Regions from separate parts of the Drosophila melanogaster genome. Here region 1 is linked to region 2. Evidence: chromatin contacts called from public Hi-C data. All regions are on one chromosome and are shown on one strand. Each heading gives the region's core, a stretch centred on a gene start, on an enhancer-like site or on the middle of the called end of the contact. The rest is flanking DNA. Distances are from core to core; before and after follow the strand shown.

Region 1 (6,913 bases), core at 2,228-4,727, 35 kb before region 2:
CCGAGAAAATAGGGCCTCGATGCGCAACAGACGCGAGTTTTGCGATGCAAGAAGAGCGGCATTCCACTGTTGTGGGTCACCTGCACCCATCCCTCGGGTAGGACTTCAAAGTGGTTGAGGCGCTTTTCTAAAAGAGTAGTCACATTAAAATACTCGTCATCTTGGACACTTGGTTCGACGAAAAGCACTGACCTTCCAGCACAGTCTTGAAACGCTGCTCGTATTTGGGCTGCTTTGACTCGCGGAGCTCTTCGGGCAGCTTCTCGTCCAGCAGATTCTCGATCTCGTCATCATCGAATTCCGAGGAATCGTATTCTTCGCCGTCACCATCAGCCGCCTCTTCCTCCTCGTCGCCTCCTTCTCCATACCTTCCGCCCTGCTGCTCGCTAGCGTTGTCTGGTTGCCATGTAAGGAGATACAATCACGGATAAATAAGTTGTCTGTTTGTCTGGGAAATGGAAAACCAGCCGCGAAGTTGATGGCCATCTTCACGGAATATTTGAATGAATGCCATTGGCACCTAATTGTCTAGCTCTTTGATGTTTAATTAAAGTGATCCTTCATTATTACTGGCTCTACCTGACGCAACTGGACAAGCCAGTCGGATAATGGGTATCATGCGCATGGAACTGTCCGCACAAAACTGCCACCACCTGCCTTACAATAAGATAAAGGAAAACTGAAGCTGCTATATCAGGGTTTAACCTGCCGGCTGACTCTTTTATCAGCCTCCTGTATTTGCACAATGATAGGCCCCCAAGATCTTGAGATAAGAACTGCGCCTGCACTGTGAAACAAAAGGTGGTAATTGCACAGCCTGTGATCTGGATGACCTGAGTGAATATCCGAGCTTCGTTTCCGACTCACCTGACTCATCATCCTCATCGCTGCCAGAGCCGACTTCGTCGAGAACCTGGAACTGTCGCAGTTGCTGGTCCATGGGTTCGTTCTGCAGCTCGTTGTCCCTGGTCCGCCGCATTTCCTCGATGGCGCTCAGCGAAAAGCCGGCCACCTTGAGCTCCTGCTCCTCGTCCTCCAGCCGGGGACGCTTGCGGACCTGCCCAGAGTCCGGGCAGTCGGCCAGCGGCTTCTCCGCCATTGTATTGGATGTGTGTGTCTAAAGCGGGAGGGGTTTAGTGCGGACTGATCGGAACTGTCTAGTAATGCTGTCCCGGGGCCAATCTCGCCAATAACCAATACTGAGAGCATCCAACGCCTTGCAATTGATTTCTCATTGGAAGTGCCACATTGGTTAAGCCAGAAGCCCCGCCGGAAAATTCTGCGACTGCACTTTCGCGGATTGTAAACGATGCTACTTGCTGCGTCTTTCGCTATGGATTCTGCCTAATTGTCGGACAAAATCCCAAAGCAAAAGCTGCGCAATTCAAGTACGAAATCGAGATTTTAGAGAGAGGATGTTAGTTGGGAAAAATAACCAAACAAGCGAAACAAACACCACATGCAGTTTTGCGGAAACAGATTGACACTTTTGAATTGGGGTTAGTGATGGTTCCAGGTATTATCCTCCGGAGAAGAACGTTTGGTCTTAGGATCTATTGTAACAGCAGCTCCAAGCACTTTTCTACTGATTTTGCAAGAAATTTTGCAATTTAAAGACGCCCCCTAATTTATTTAGTGCAAGACAGTGTGACCAGGCTCATGACATTTTAAAATGCTGGCTACTCCCCAAGCCGGTAAACAATGTTCGAATTTAGATTTTATTATATTTTAAAACATAAAAATAATGTAACTAAAAATTAGTGCGCAGCCTAAGTAAGGTAATCTCTATTGGCCATTTTGAAAAAATCAGTTTTTATTCAACACAGCCATATTTGAACATATTCCATTTTCGATTAATATTAAGTGCATTGAGTATTAATCCGAATATCAGATCGGGGATCCATTGATTTTTAGTACAGTTTATCCTAAGATCCACTTTTTCCTAGTAAAGCCTCATCCTTAGCCCCTGTCTGCATGCCGTTACTGGCCTTCACGTCCAGTTCCACAGGATTGTCCAGTGCCGCCTGGGCGCTTGAAGTGTGGGCGTGACCTTTTGAGCGATAGTGGGAGGTCAGGTGGGAGCGGCGAACGAAGGAGACTTGGCAGGAGTCGCAGCTGAAAAACAGATAAACAGAGTCAAGGATCCTCAATAAAACTTCAGGTAACTAAGATCTTACTGGAACGCTCGCACTCCGGTGTGACTCAGCATGTGCGTGCGGAGTTTTCCGCTCATGGCAAAGCTTTTATTGCATTCCTTGCACGTGAAGGGCTTGACATTCGTGTGGCGCCTGATGAAATGGAAAGTGGTCAGAAATATGTGAAAAGCATTAGACGTTTCATGAATGGGAACGAGTTCTGTCGTACATGCGTTCGTGCTGGATGCGTCCGCTGGCGTTGCTGTAGGTTGCCTCGCAGTAGCGACACTGAAACAAAGCATTCCCCGCATGCAGTTCTTGGTGGCGCCGCAGAAGCGTAGCAGTGTAGAACTGCTGGGAGCACTGGTCACAGGCAAAGCTCTTTACGCCGGTGTGTCGGAGGAGGTGCAACTTGAAGTTGCTGGGGCAGGTGAAGTGCCGGCCACACTGCTCGCATATGCAATCCCGCTTGCGTCGCTCCCGCTTTAGGGCCACCACTTCGTCCTCGGTGAGTCTGCTCCACTGGGTGCGCGTGGCCTGGCTATTGTCCGCAAACTTAACGGAGGTAAAGACTGTGGGCGTGGTCTTTGTACTTCTGCGGAGCTTCTTCTCCTGCGCAGGAACCTTCACTTGGGGCTGCTCGTTCTGCTCACATATTTCGTACGGCTCTTCCGTCTCTTCCAGCAGGTGTTCCTCGGGTAGAAGGTCTATAACCTCGATCTCGGTGACCTCTTCAGCGTACTGAATCTCCTTCTCCACACCAACTGCGAAGGATTCGATCAATTCCGCGTTCCCCAGGTTGGGACTTTCCTGCAGCGTTTTTTGGGTTCGAATCACACGTTCCCGGAAAGCAATCGCCGTCTGCAGGTCCAATTCGCAGGGTGAGCAAATAAAGGGGGGCAGCTCGTTCCCGGGTCCGCCGAGCAACTACGGATAATCCAGACTTAAGTTTGAAAACACAAAAATAGAAAGGTACTCACAAACAAACCAGTAAGAACCTCGATCTGGTGCAGCATTACGGAATTGGGCTCCTCGAAGAGGTTACTGGGCGTCGAACAGAAAATGAACAGGCCGCAAGTCCGGCAATTACGATTCGGCATTTTTAAACTTATTTATTTAGTAACACTTAAGAAAAAATTAATCAGAAAATTGCTCTGCTTTTCATATTGTTGCTCCTTTGGCAATGCCAGACTGTTATAGCTAAGAAGATGTGGCACCGCTGCCACAACATCGTAAGGGGGATTCCTGAACAGATCTTAATTTTTAATTCGATTGATTATTTGATATTACTTTATTTGATTACTCGCTTTTCTCCATTCGATTTAAGAGTTCATTTCAAAAATATTACCTTATTTGCAGTGCTTACGCAAAGAGAATTCCTTACAGTGTAGATTCAGGTGGCCACTATATAGCTTGAGCAGCTGATTGATGTAAACAAGCTTACAATAACAAATATTTCCAGATTGTAGAATATTCCTAAGTTTTTCCAAATTTAAGGATGCATCTAAACGAGAACACCAAAATACTGGGTCACAGGGTCATCCTTGTGCCCTACGAAGCGCGCCACGTGCCCAAGTACCACGAGTGGATGAGCAACGAGACCCTGAGGGAGTTGACCGCATCCGAGGAACTGACCTTAGAAGAGGAGCACGAGATGCAAAGGAGTTGGAGGGAGGACAGCGACAAGCTGACCTTCATTGTCCTGGATGCAGAGACTTATTCGCGTGATCAGGATGAGATTGCCGCCATGGTGGGCGACACCAATCTCTTCCTGCACCAAGATCCCGATAGCCAGATACCAACGGCGGAGGCGGAAATCATGATTGCCGAACCTTATGCACGGGGCAAGGGATTCGGCAGGGAAGCCATGCTCCTCATGCTCAAGTACGCCCAATCGCAGCCCCAGCTTAAATTGGATAAATTCGAGGTCAAGATCGACATGGACAACGCTGCATCGCTGCATTTGTTTAAGAGTTTTATGTTCGTGGAGACGCGTCGAGTGGAGATCTTCCACGAGGTCACCCTGGAGCGACCTATCACTCCAGATTGGATCAACTGGCTGGACCAGCAGGTGGATCTGCGTATGCAGTGCTATCAGTGAAAAGAAGCCTTTAGAATCGTAATTTCACGGTCTGTTTATTACACTTATGTTACATCTACTTGTTTCGCTTGCCTTATTTATGCTGCATTTTACATCAAATGAATGTATTTATGGGTGCATCGATGTCTCTTTTTGTTTCGCCCTGTGGCTTGGATGATTGTAATGCTGTGTATGCTTCTCGTTTTTTTTTTTTTTAATTTGTAATTTTCGTGGCAGGAAATGGACAACAAACATTGGCCGCTTGTTCAGTATCTCCGGTGTTGTGTGGGCGTATATTTAAGTATAGTACATAAAACTAGATGCTTAGTGCTTTACAGCTGCATACTTAAGACTTCTAAGTTGTTTCAATTTTTTATAAAAATTATTATCAAATAATCAAAGGCAAACATAATCGTAATCAGAATTGCAAATGAAAAACACAAAATCCGCAAATAGCTGACGGATAGCTGCCGCTAAAACTGAGTCCTTAGCATAGATGTGGGCCAATAATAAATACGGATTAGGCGGCGGCACGCGGGCCATCGATCGGCATGGCGTGCAGCACTTCGTCCAGCAGCTGCAGGGCGCGATGCAGGTGCACCTCGATCCAGCAGGGCGTTTCTTTGATGGACTGGCGTGGGTAGTCAGGTCCCCAGCCCTTGACGAAGCTCAGGCGCAGGATGCATAACCGGCGCAGATCGTCCACGCCAATTCCAGCCGCTGCTGTCATGCCTGGAATACCGCATCAACACATTAGTTTTCCCTAAATCAAACTGATTCCATCTACTTACTCCTTCCGCCGCCGCCCATTTGCTGATTGGCCACTCCGGCCACGGCTGCCGCCTGAGCAGCGGCCGCTGCCTGCGCATTGGTCGCCAGCGAGTGCATCTGCTGGTGGCACTGGCGCAGGTCAAACACCTGCATGAGAAAATGTATGTTAAGCTATCACATTAAACTCTCTTGATTGCACCAACCTTTATGCACGCGGCCGGATAAATCTTGTGCACAGCATCGCCAGGTGTGCGTCCTGCCTCGCGATCCAGATAATAGCTTTGTACGAAAACTGAATTGTCACTAAGACAGCGCAGCCAGACGTCGCCCTCCCCACGCAGATCCAATTGCACGCCCTTGCCGATGTGGAGCCTGCATGGAACTTGGTAATTAATCCCTGCTCTGCAAGTTACTCCCAGGGGGATGTACTCACCTGGCCCGTTCCGATTGTTCAGTGCGATGAACATTGCTCAAGGCGCCCAGACAGAATCGATTGCCTCCAGAGGGATCCACATAGCCGTCGATGATTACGTTCGGTTTCGCTGACGGCACCTTGAAGGTCTCGCCCACTTGCGTGTCCAACTCGAAGTATGCGATGGAGCACCAGTATTCCGGCGGCGGTTGGCGAGACAGGAGGCGTGGTTGCTGCTGTTGTTGTTGCTGCTGCGGAGGCGTCTGTTGCGGGGAGCCGAGGTCACCCGAAAGCGACGAATTCCCTGGAAAATGAAGGACAGGGATTACAAAGTCGCACAGTGGGCTACATAGCCTAGACTTACAGAAGCCCCCGGGTAGAGAGCGCGGATCTGGTGGTTGCATAGACTGCGTGTAGGTGAGGGTGTTGGGCCCTGTCCAGGTGCCAGCCGCACCGCCTCCGGCGCCAGCCTGAGCCCCAGCAGACCCAGTATTGGCCTGCACACCGGTCGGTGGCTGCTGCGGCTGCTGTGGTGTGGGTTGGGCTGTGCCAAAGACGCCACCACCTCCAACGGGAGCACTGCCCGCGGATCCTGGCTGCGACACGTAGCCGTTTTGCTGGGCGTGGACGGACGGGGCCACCGAGGTGCCACCCCCACCGGCACCTTGCATCTGACTAACAGGAGGTGGCTGTCCATAGTACTGCCCTCCAGCTGCTGCTCCACCGCCGGCATTAACTGATCCATTGGGCACACCGCCTGATTGCTGCTGTTGCTGCTGCTGCTGTTGTTGTTGCTGCTGCTGCTGCTGCTGCTGTTGTTGCATGGCCAGTGCGGAGGCGGGATCTGTGGGCGAATTGGCCTGGGTATGGTGCACCCCATTGCCCTGGGGATTCTGAGCCTGCTGCGGCGGGGGTGGGGGTGCCATCACGGGACCGGGATTCATTGGACCAGGCATGCCCGGCATACCGTGAGGCACAGCTGAAAGTTGATTTTGGGAAAAGATTAATGTGTATTCAACTAATTGTTAATAAGACAAATATTATAATAGTTTAAAATCCAACATATGAGAAAAATTGTAATTAAAATTCGATTTTCGAAGCTTCAACTATAATCAAGGCCATATCCTTACGGAGTGAGTGAGCAGCTGCCTGCGATTGTGCCTGCTGCTGCTGTGTAGGTTGCGGGGTTTGCTGCTGCGGCTGCTGCTGTTGTTGCTGCGGGGGCTGACCCAGCCGGGGGGGAGGCGGTACCATCCAAGAGCCACGCGACCCAGCAACTCCATCCTGGGGCTCGATTTTTGGTATTGTGCGCCCGGTGGGAAACATTGCACTCATGGGATTGGCATCGCCAACTACGCAAAGTCAACATAAAATCGCCAAAAGGAAACAAATATAAATAAATTATTAAAACCAAAGAAATAAACGAATGTAAACAATTAAGTAAAATGAACAATTCAGTTTAAAATTATAAATAATATAGAAAAATTATCAAGAAATCCAGTATCGAAAACTCAA
Region 2 (7,472 bases), core at 1,231-3,730:
TCCTGCATGTAGTTGTCCAGTGTAAAGCCCATGTTATAGTTGGTCTTAAGCACAGAAAGATCCTGCAGTGCGTTGACAAGATCCCGCAGTTTTCCAACGTTGCGCTCTTGCTGACGCCGCACATCGCTGAAACGGATATACAAGTTAAATCTATCATATTTTAGGGCGAAAAAAGGATTTGCCTACGAGTAAGTAAACTGGATTTCCTCAAAAATGTCCAGTATCTTTGTGCAGAACTCCAGGCCGATATCCGGCCAATGCGGACTATACTGCAGATTCCGCGTCATCTCAATACTCCAGTCAGTGATAAAGGGCATTATGCTAGGATGGGTGTTGCTGACCATCGGAATGAACTGACGCAACCACTGGACAACGTTGAAGGGCTTGGTGTTGCTCGGAATGAACCCTAAAAGCGTGCGCAACTCATCTTCGTTTAGCAGCGGCAGAATGCTGCTCGAATGCCGCCGCCAAATGAGACAAGCCGTGGGCATATCTGTGTTGAATAGCGACTTGACCATCCTGACCAAGTTGTTATCGTAAATAAACTTCTGCCAATCCGTGTTGCATTCGTAGGGATCTATTATGGCCAGAGTTTTAAGTCGGTGCAGTTGCTCGTCGATTTCCAACATATCCTCCTCGTCGTCCTCAAAAGTCAACCGCTTCTTGACCTCGTGAAGATACCGCTCAAGGATGTGCCTCGAGTTCAAGTTGATCATGCGATGGCTCTTTATGAATGCCTTACTTTCCACCTGAGACAGCAGTTGCAGCAAGTCTTGGAATTTAGTGTCCACGTTTTGTGAATTCGAGTTGCAAAGCTCGACCAAAATGCGTTTCGCTTTGGCTTCATAGATGGGCTGGAGGCACAGCTCAAACTGCTTGCCAAATTCCTGTTGCAAATGTTAATGGATAATGAATGACTAAGAGATCAATTATACTCAATACCTCAGCCTCCTCCAGTCGCCCCTTGCAAATCAGCTTCTTAAAACGATCACTGGGGTCGGTCTCGGAAACGAGCATCATCTCCACCACGGAGGGTATGCTGCTCTGGTTGACTTCCTTGGCAGCCAGATAATACAGATTGACCGCACACTTAGGCTGACGCACAAGCCATGCGTGATCAGGAACTTCTACCTCGTTCTTCACATTGAGCGCTGCAATGACACAAGGTTTTTAGCCTTACTGTATGTTTATGTTTTATGTTTGCTGGACTCATACTTGGGTACTCCACTATCTTAATGAAGCGTCCCTCCGCCGTTGATTTCGTCAGCACCAGAAGCTCAATGTTATCTTCGCTGCACTCCATAACCAGCAGATCCTCGATGAGCAGATTTTTTTGTTGGGTAGTTTGACACATGTACACTGTGCGAGTGTATGGACAAATCTCCACCAAGTGGCCGGAATCGGTGAGTGCGATACTGCAAAACCCAGATACACGTTAGAGGGATTCTAGCACCACAATAAGCAAACCCACTCACATATAGTGTTCCAAGTTGAAGATCTGCTTTAGGCTGCCGTACTGAGCGGGCAAATTTATTCGTGTCACGTCATTGGCTGCATTCCTAAAGTTCATAGTGCTTTGATCTCCAGTGATAACTAGACCGGGTTGCGCCTCCAGATCATCCTGATTGTTCTCGGCACTGATGTTGCCGGTCAGCAGCCGCTTGAGCAGCACTGCACAGTCCACGCTGCACGAGGATCTGCCCTTGGAAAGACGTTGAATGGTGACGTCCTCGAGCAGGGCCTTTTCGCAAGCTATAGTTTCGTTTTCATTCAGGCTCATATTGCCTAACGTTTCCAAGCAGGTCTCATCAATGTCGCTTAAGCTACACAGCGTTTGAATCGTTTAATGAAATAATGTCAAGATCCAGTTTTATCACGCATATGCCAGAGCCCATCTCTGTGAATGGCTTACCTATAGATGCTTCCATTCTTACAGGTGAAGTAAAACCGCTGATCCAGTTGATGGATGCTCCGGAAGGTCCCGCCAGTTAGGCTCACGTCCTCCAGATTGACGGCCACGCTGAACAGGAGCAGGCCCTTGATGAACACTCCGTGAACTTCGCCATCGCTGAGGCCGCATACAATCAGGTTGCCGCTTGAAGAAATGGCAATGGCCTCAATGGCTGCCCCGAATGCCAGAAAGCTGCACTTGGCCACCAGTTCGTCCTCCAGGAGCAAAAGGCTCTTGTCGATGCCAATGACCATCTTGCCGCACTGCACGGAGGCCATGACATCTGGATATTTGTTTACCTGACAATGAAAGAAGGCGAGCGTAGAAACCCAACTGCAGATTCTGCACAATAAGGACTCACTTCCTCTTCACTGCTTATTTGGAAGATGCCTCGCGACGAAAATATGTTGGAGATGGTTTCGTCCTCCAGGGAGGACGCCTCGAAGTTGCTCCACATTGCTGTTCAATCCGCTCTAGCCTAATGTGCAAAACCTGCCAATTTTAAACTCTTTATTTAAACACCGCCAATAAACAAGCGTCGCCTGAGAGTTTGCCGATAACATTACCCGCATATCGATAGACGATTGGCGGCATGAAGACACACTACGTATTGACCTTGGGGCTAATACGTTTACGCAATTTATATTTATTACTTAAATGACGTATGTCCAAATCGTAATTTCTCCTTTAAACCTATTACTTTTTAAATGTTAACGTAGTTGCAAACTACTTCGTGCTGGCTTGCTTTGGCCACACTGAGCCGCCGACGGAATTCCGGCATTTCTCTTGACGTGCGCAAACGGTCACACTGGCGGACTTGCAATGAAAATTATTTATATTTCGCTTCTTCGCACGCAAAAATTGGTCAAAATAAACAAAGGTTAATGTGCTGCTGCTATATAACGGTTCAGTGGTCAGTCCGCCGGACCGCCGAATCCGCGTAACGGTAATCCGTGCGTGTGCCGCTCCTATAAACGGCGCTAATTAAAAGTGGATGCTGCAGTGGCCATCAAATCAACAAAAAGCCAACCGAAAACGCAGGCTTCACAAATCGCGTAAACCCTAACACAATTTCCTTGGGAAATAACCGCCGGTTGTTTTGTTTTCCGATTAAAGACAAACGCAAAAAGAACCCGTAAATAAACAACAGTTAAGCGCTGCACTGCAATTAAAACGGAACGGGAAGCGCAGCGGAGGACATAAAATCGCTGGCAAGAAGAAGAGCGCTGCCAGAAAGCGCCCTTTGAAGGGTTTATGAAGGGGAATTAGTGGCAAACCGCAGTGCAGAGTGCTAAAAAAACGAACTCCTGACCTGAAGTGATCAAGGATCAGTAAGAAACTGAGAAGCGGCAGGTGCTTGGCGCTTTGAAACGAGACAACACGACGCTGGGTTTCCAGGGTAGAGTTGCCAACCCGAAAAATAAGCGGGGTTGCCGTTCGTTGCGCCGAAAGTGTTTACCTGCGTTTTGGGAGTCAGTTGCTTTAAAAACGCGATTTTCATAAGGGTCCTGGCCAGGAGATGTCTTGGTGAGTAGTTGAGGAGGACTGACCCACAGGATGCCAGATACTCATTTGGCACCCTTCACACTCCCAGGAACTCAAACTCCAGGCGGTCGCAGGCCGGATAACCGGCAGAAAGCCCAAGCCCACCAAGCATAACCCATTGTAGTTGGTCACCGAAGGATCCAGTGGATTTGTGCCCACCTCCCTAGGGACATCAGAACCAAACCCACTCCTTTACCAGCGTCGAGATCTCCTGCGCGGGATTGGCGACGCCGCTACAACCGAATTTCTTGCCCCACGCCGTTGAAGAAAAGCTGCCACCATTCGGAAGAAGAACACCTCGAATATGACCCACAATCTTGGTATGGCGCCATATCGATTGCCGGGTCCAGCGGGCGGACTCTGTCCGCCCGATTTTAAGCCGCCGCCTCCCACGGACATCATCTCGGCGCCGAGCAATCCGAAGAAGCGGCGAAAAACCTCAAGTGCCGCCAACTCCGCTGCAGCGGTGGCTGCGGCGGCGGCTGCAGCAGCTGCTGCGAATTCCATGCAGCAGCAGCAGGCGCCACCCACACCGCAGGATTTGCTGCCCCCTCCGCCAATGGGAGGCTTCGGAGACACCATTATTGCCTCGAATCCATTCGACGACAGTCCCCAGGTGTCGGCGATGTCCAGCTCAGCGGCCGCGGCGATGGCGGCCATGAATCAGATGGGCGGCGGACCAGGAGGTGGTCACTTTGGCGGCGGTGGACCGGGTGGGCACCCGCACTGGGAAGACCGCATGGGCATGGGCGGTGGACCTCCTCCCCCGCCTCACATGCATCCCCATATGCACCCGCATCATCCAGGCGGACCTATGGGTCACCCACATGGCCCACATCCGCACATGGGTGGTCCACCTCCAATGCGAGGAATGAGCCCCATGCACCCCCATCAAATGGGACCGGGACCAGGCGTCGGACTACCGCCGCATATGAATCACGGAAGGCCAGGGGGACCTGGTGGTCCTGGAGGACCCGTCCCAATGGGTAGTCCCATGGGTGGAATAGCTGGCATGGGCGGCATGAGCCCAATGGGCGGAATGGGAGGCCCCAGCATATCACCCCATCACATGGGCATGGGTGGTCTGTCGCCCATGGGAGGCGGTCCCAACGGACCCAATCCGCGAGCCATGCAGGGTTCACCGATGGGCGGTCCGGGGCAGAACTCGCCAATGAACTCACTGCCTATGGGTTCGCCAATGGGCAATCCAATTGGCAGCCCGTTGGGCCCTCCCTCGGGACCGGGCCCTGGGAATCCCGGCAATACCGGCGGACCACAGCAGCAACAACAACAACCTCCGCAGCCACCGATGAACAACGGGCAGATGGGTCCTCCTCCTCTGCACAGTCCGCTCGGAAACGGACCAACGGGTCATGGCAGTCACATGCCTGGAGGACCAATCCCAGGACCAGGTCCTGGGCCTGGCGGCCTAGTAGGTCCCGGTGGCATCTCCCCCGCGCACGGCAATAACCCGGGTGGTTCTGGGAACAACATGCTCGGCGGGAATCCCGGCGGCGGCAACAGCAACAACAACGGAAGCAATACAAGTAACGCCAGCAACAACAATCAAAATCCTCACCTCTCGCCAGCAGCCGGACGCCTGGGAGTGCCGACGTCGATGCAGTCGAATGGACCTTCGGTATCATCGGTAGCCTCCTCATCGGTTCCCTCGCCCGCCACGCCCACGCTCACGCCCACATCGACGGCCACGTCCATGTCCACGTCAGTGCCTACATCCTCGCCAGCGCCGCCCGCCATGTCACCGCATCACTCGCTAAACAGCGCCGGCCCGAGTCCGGGCATGCCCAACTCGGGACCCAGCCCGCTGCAGTCACCAGCCGGACCCAATGGCCCCAATAACAACAACAGCAATAACAACAACGGACCCATGATGGGCCAGATGATCCCGAACGCAGTTCCTATGCAGCACCAGCAGCACATGGGCGGCGGCCCACCTGGCCACGGGCCCGGACCAATGCCCGGAATGGGCATGAACCAAATGCTGCCACCGCAGCAACCCTCCCATCTTGGTCCCCCGCATCCGAATATGATGAACCACCCGCATCATCCGCACCATCATCCTGGCGGACCACCGCCGCACATGATGGGTGGACCCGGAATGCACGGCGGTCCTGCTGGAATGCCTCCTCATATGGGCGGAGGACCTAATCCGCACATGATGGGCGGTCCGCACGGGAACGCGGGTCCGCACATGGGCCACGGCCACATGGGTGGAGTACCAGGTCCAGGACCCGGACCCGGCGGCATGAACGGACCCCCGCATCCGCACATGTCCCCGCACCACGGACATCCGCATCACCACCACAATCCGATGGGCGGCCCAGGTCCAAATATGTTCGGCGGTGGTGGAGGAGGTCCCATGGGTCCCGGTGGACCGATGGGCAACATGGGGCCCATGGGAGGTGGCCCGATGGGCGGCCCTATGGGCGTAGGTCCCAAGCCGATGACAATGGGCGGCGGGAAGATGTACCCGCCGGGACAGCCAATGGTCTTTAATCCGCAGAACCCGAATGCGCCGCCCATATATCCTTGTGGCATGTGCCACAAGGAGGTGAACGACAACGACGAAGCCGTGTTCTGTGAATCCGGTTGTAACTTTTTCTTTCACAGGTAGGTCGACCAGTTTACAATAGATTAAAAAGGTCAAATAGAAAATATTATATAAATATCTAGGAACAATATTTAGTCCATATCATCATATTTTAAACTGCTTATATCCTGATAATTATCTTTTCGGAACAAAATGTTTAGGAAAGTTTATTGGAATCTCATGAGCAATTAGTCTTATCACTTCTAGTTCAAAGTTAACAGGGGATTACCCTTCAATTAATACATAAAATCAGTCAGGTGTTTTCGTTTATTCATGTTCGTCGTCGACTAACTCCACTATCATTTTTGCAGAACCTGTGTTGGCCTGACAGAGGCGGCCTTCCAAATGCTCAACAAGGAGGTGTTTGCCGAGTGGTGCTGCGACAAGTGCGTGTCTTCCAAGCATATTCCCATGGTCAAGTTCAAGTGTTGAAGCGGATCGGATTTGAAATCAGCAAAACACATCGATCAACCACCAGCGAAAGCGAGAGCAAAGCAAAAGCAACAGCACCAGCTACCCAACCACTCACTGTATAAAATATCCAAGCATTAACTCTATCTTAATTGTAAGACTTAAGCTGCTCAATAGTCAAGACCGCGACCGATCCAGAGACCCACCAGTCCCCATCCCGGCAGCTAAGCCCCGTAGCCAGAATGCGAACCACTAAAGTGCCGGAGCAGTGTTGTGAATTTGAGCTCCGGGCTTCCTGGCCAACTCGCGGCGTGCTCCTGAAACAAATAAGCAAGGCAAACCTTAACGAAAAGTGTAAACGAAATATGTTAATTGTAATATAATTGTAATTTGTGTGTGAGCGTCTGCATGTGAAGCGATCGAAGAGGACAACGTCGCAACAAGAAGACGGAATGAAAGCTGAGAAGCACTCTAGTTTGTATTATAAAAGAAAATGGATAAATCTGAAGAGCAGGCCAGGCGGGATGATGGTGCACATCTCCAATCGAATACCACTCGCCTGGCGAGAAATCCGCATGAAACACAACAGACAACCAACCACTCGTAACTATATAAACATATATCTAATGACATATTCAACACATTTGGAGATGAGTATAGGAGTTGTAACGAAATGAAATTATCATTGTGAAATTGCTGCGAACTGCATGAGTGTGTTATTTGTTATTACGAATCTATATTATTTTTATACTTGTGTGCGTTTACATTTTAAATATTTAATACGGAAGAGCGTTTCGAACGATTGATGGAACTGCATCGTCGATACATTTTACACAAAAATATTCAGCATAGTCGGAATCGGAGAATGTATAATAAGGAATCGATTGCGAACAAAAGCACAAGAAATTATGAATTCATGTGAGAAAGGTTAATTTGTAATTTAAGACGAATGTG

Evidence for each region. Hi-C and Micro-C count contacts between places; a contact is called where the count stands out from the background.
Region 1: a contact with region 2 is called in a Hi-C map of the Kc167 cell line, with 3 times the contacts expected there. The contact joins the promoter of Mnat9 here to the promoter of rod in region 2. A contact is called at or near these places in 29 of 107 Hi-C or Micro-C datasets (the Clone 8 cell line, the D17-c3 cell line, the Kc167 cell line and 6 more) and 5 of 6 datasets of contacts at active chromatin or transcription factors (the Kc167 cell line and the S2 cell line).

Annotation. Positions count from the first base shown.
Region 1 is chr3R:31,612,724-31,619,636 of dm6, reverse strand. Mnat9 (microtubule-associated Nat9) reads left to right here and starts at 3,477. Exons shown (of 2, transcript NM_001276219.1): 1 at 3,477-3,565; 2 at 3,633-4,353. The coding sequence starts at 3,634. The coding sequence ends at 4,236. Med (Medea) reads right to left here. Exons shown (of 9, transcript NM_170560.2): 4 at 6,529-6,750; 5 at 5,763-6,377; 6 at 5,420-5,702; 7 at 5,190-5,358; 8 at 5,007-5,133; 9 at 4,262-4,947. The coding sequence ends at 4,736. CG1792 reads right to left here and starts at 3,334. Exons shown (of 4, transcript NM_143621.3): 1 at 3,116-3,334; 2 at 2,365-3,062; 3 at 2,178-2,288; 4 at 1,800-2,115. The coding sequence starts at 3,235. The coding sequence ends at 1,926. It overlaps pasha (partner of drosha), which reads right to left and starts at 1,209. Exons shown (of 6, transcript NM_001276221.1): 1 at 868-1,209; 2 at 193-396; 3 at 1-127. The coding sequence starts at 1,099.
Region 2 is chr3R:31,575,959-31,583,430 of dm6, reverse strand. It overlaps rod (rough deal), which reads right to left and starts at 2,480. Exons shown (of 14, transcript NM_057357.3): 1 at 2,313-2,480; 2 at 1,913-2,250; 3 at 1,476-1,823; 4 at 1,216-1,415; 5 at 943-1,151; 6 at 187-887; 7 at 1-126. The coding sequence starts at 2,408. It overlaps pygo (pygopus), which reads left to right and starts at 2,732. Exons shown (of 3, transcript NM_143615.4): 1 at 2,732-3,478; 2 at 3,546-6,127; 3 at 6,419-7,472. The coding sequence starts at 3,801. The coding sequence ends at 6,539.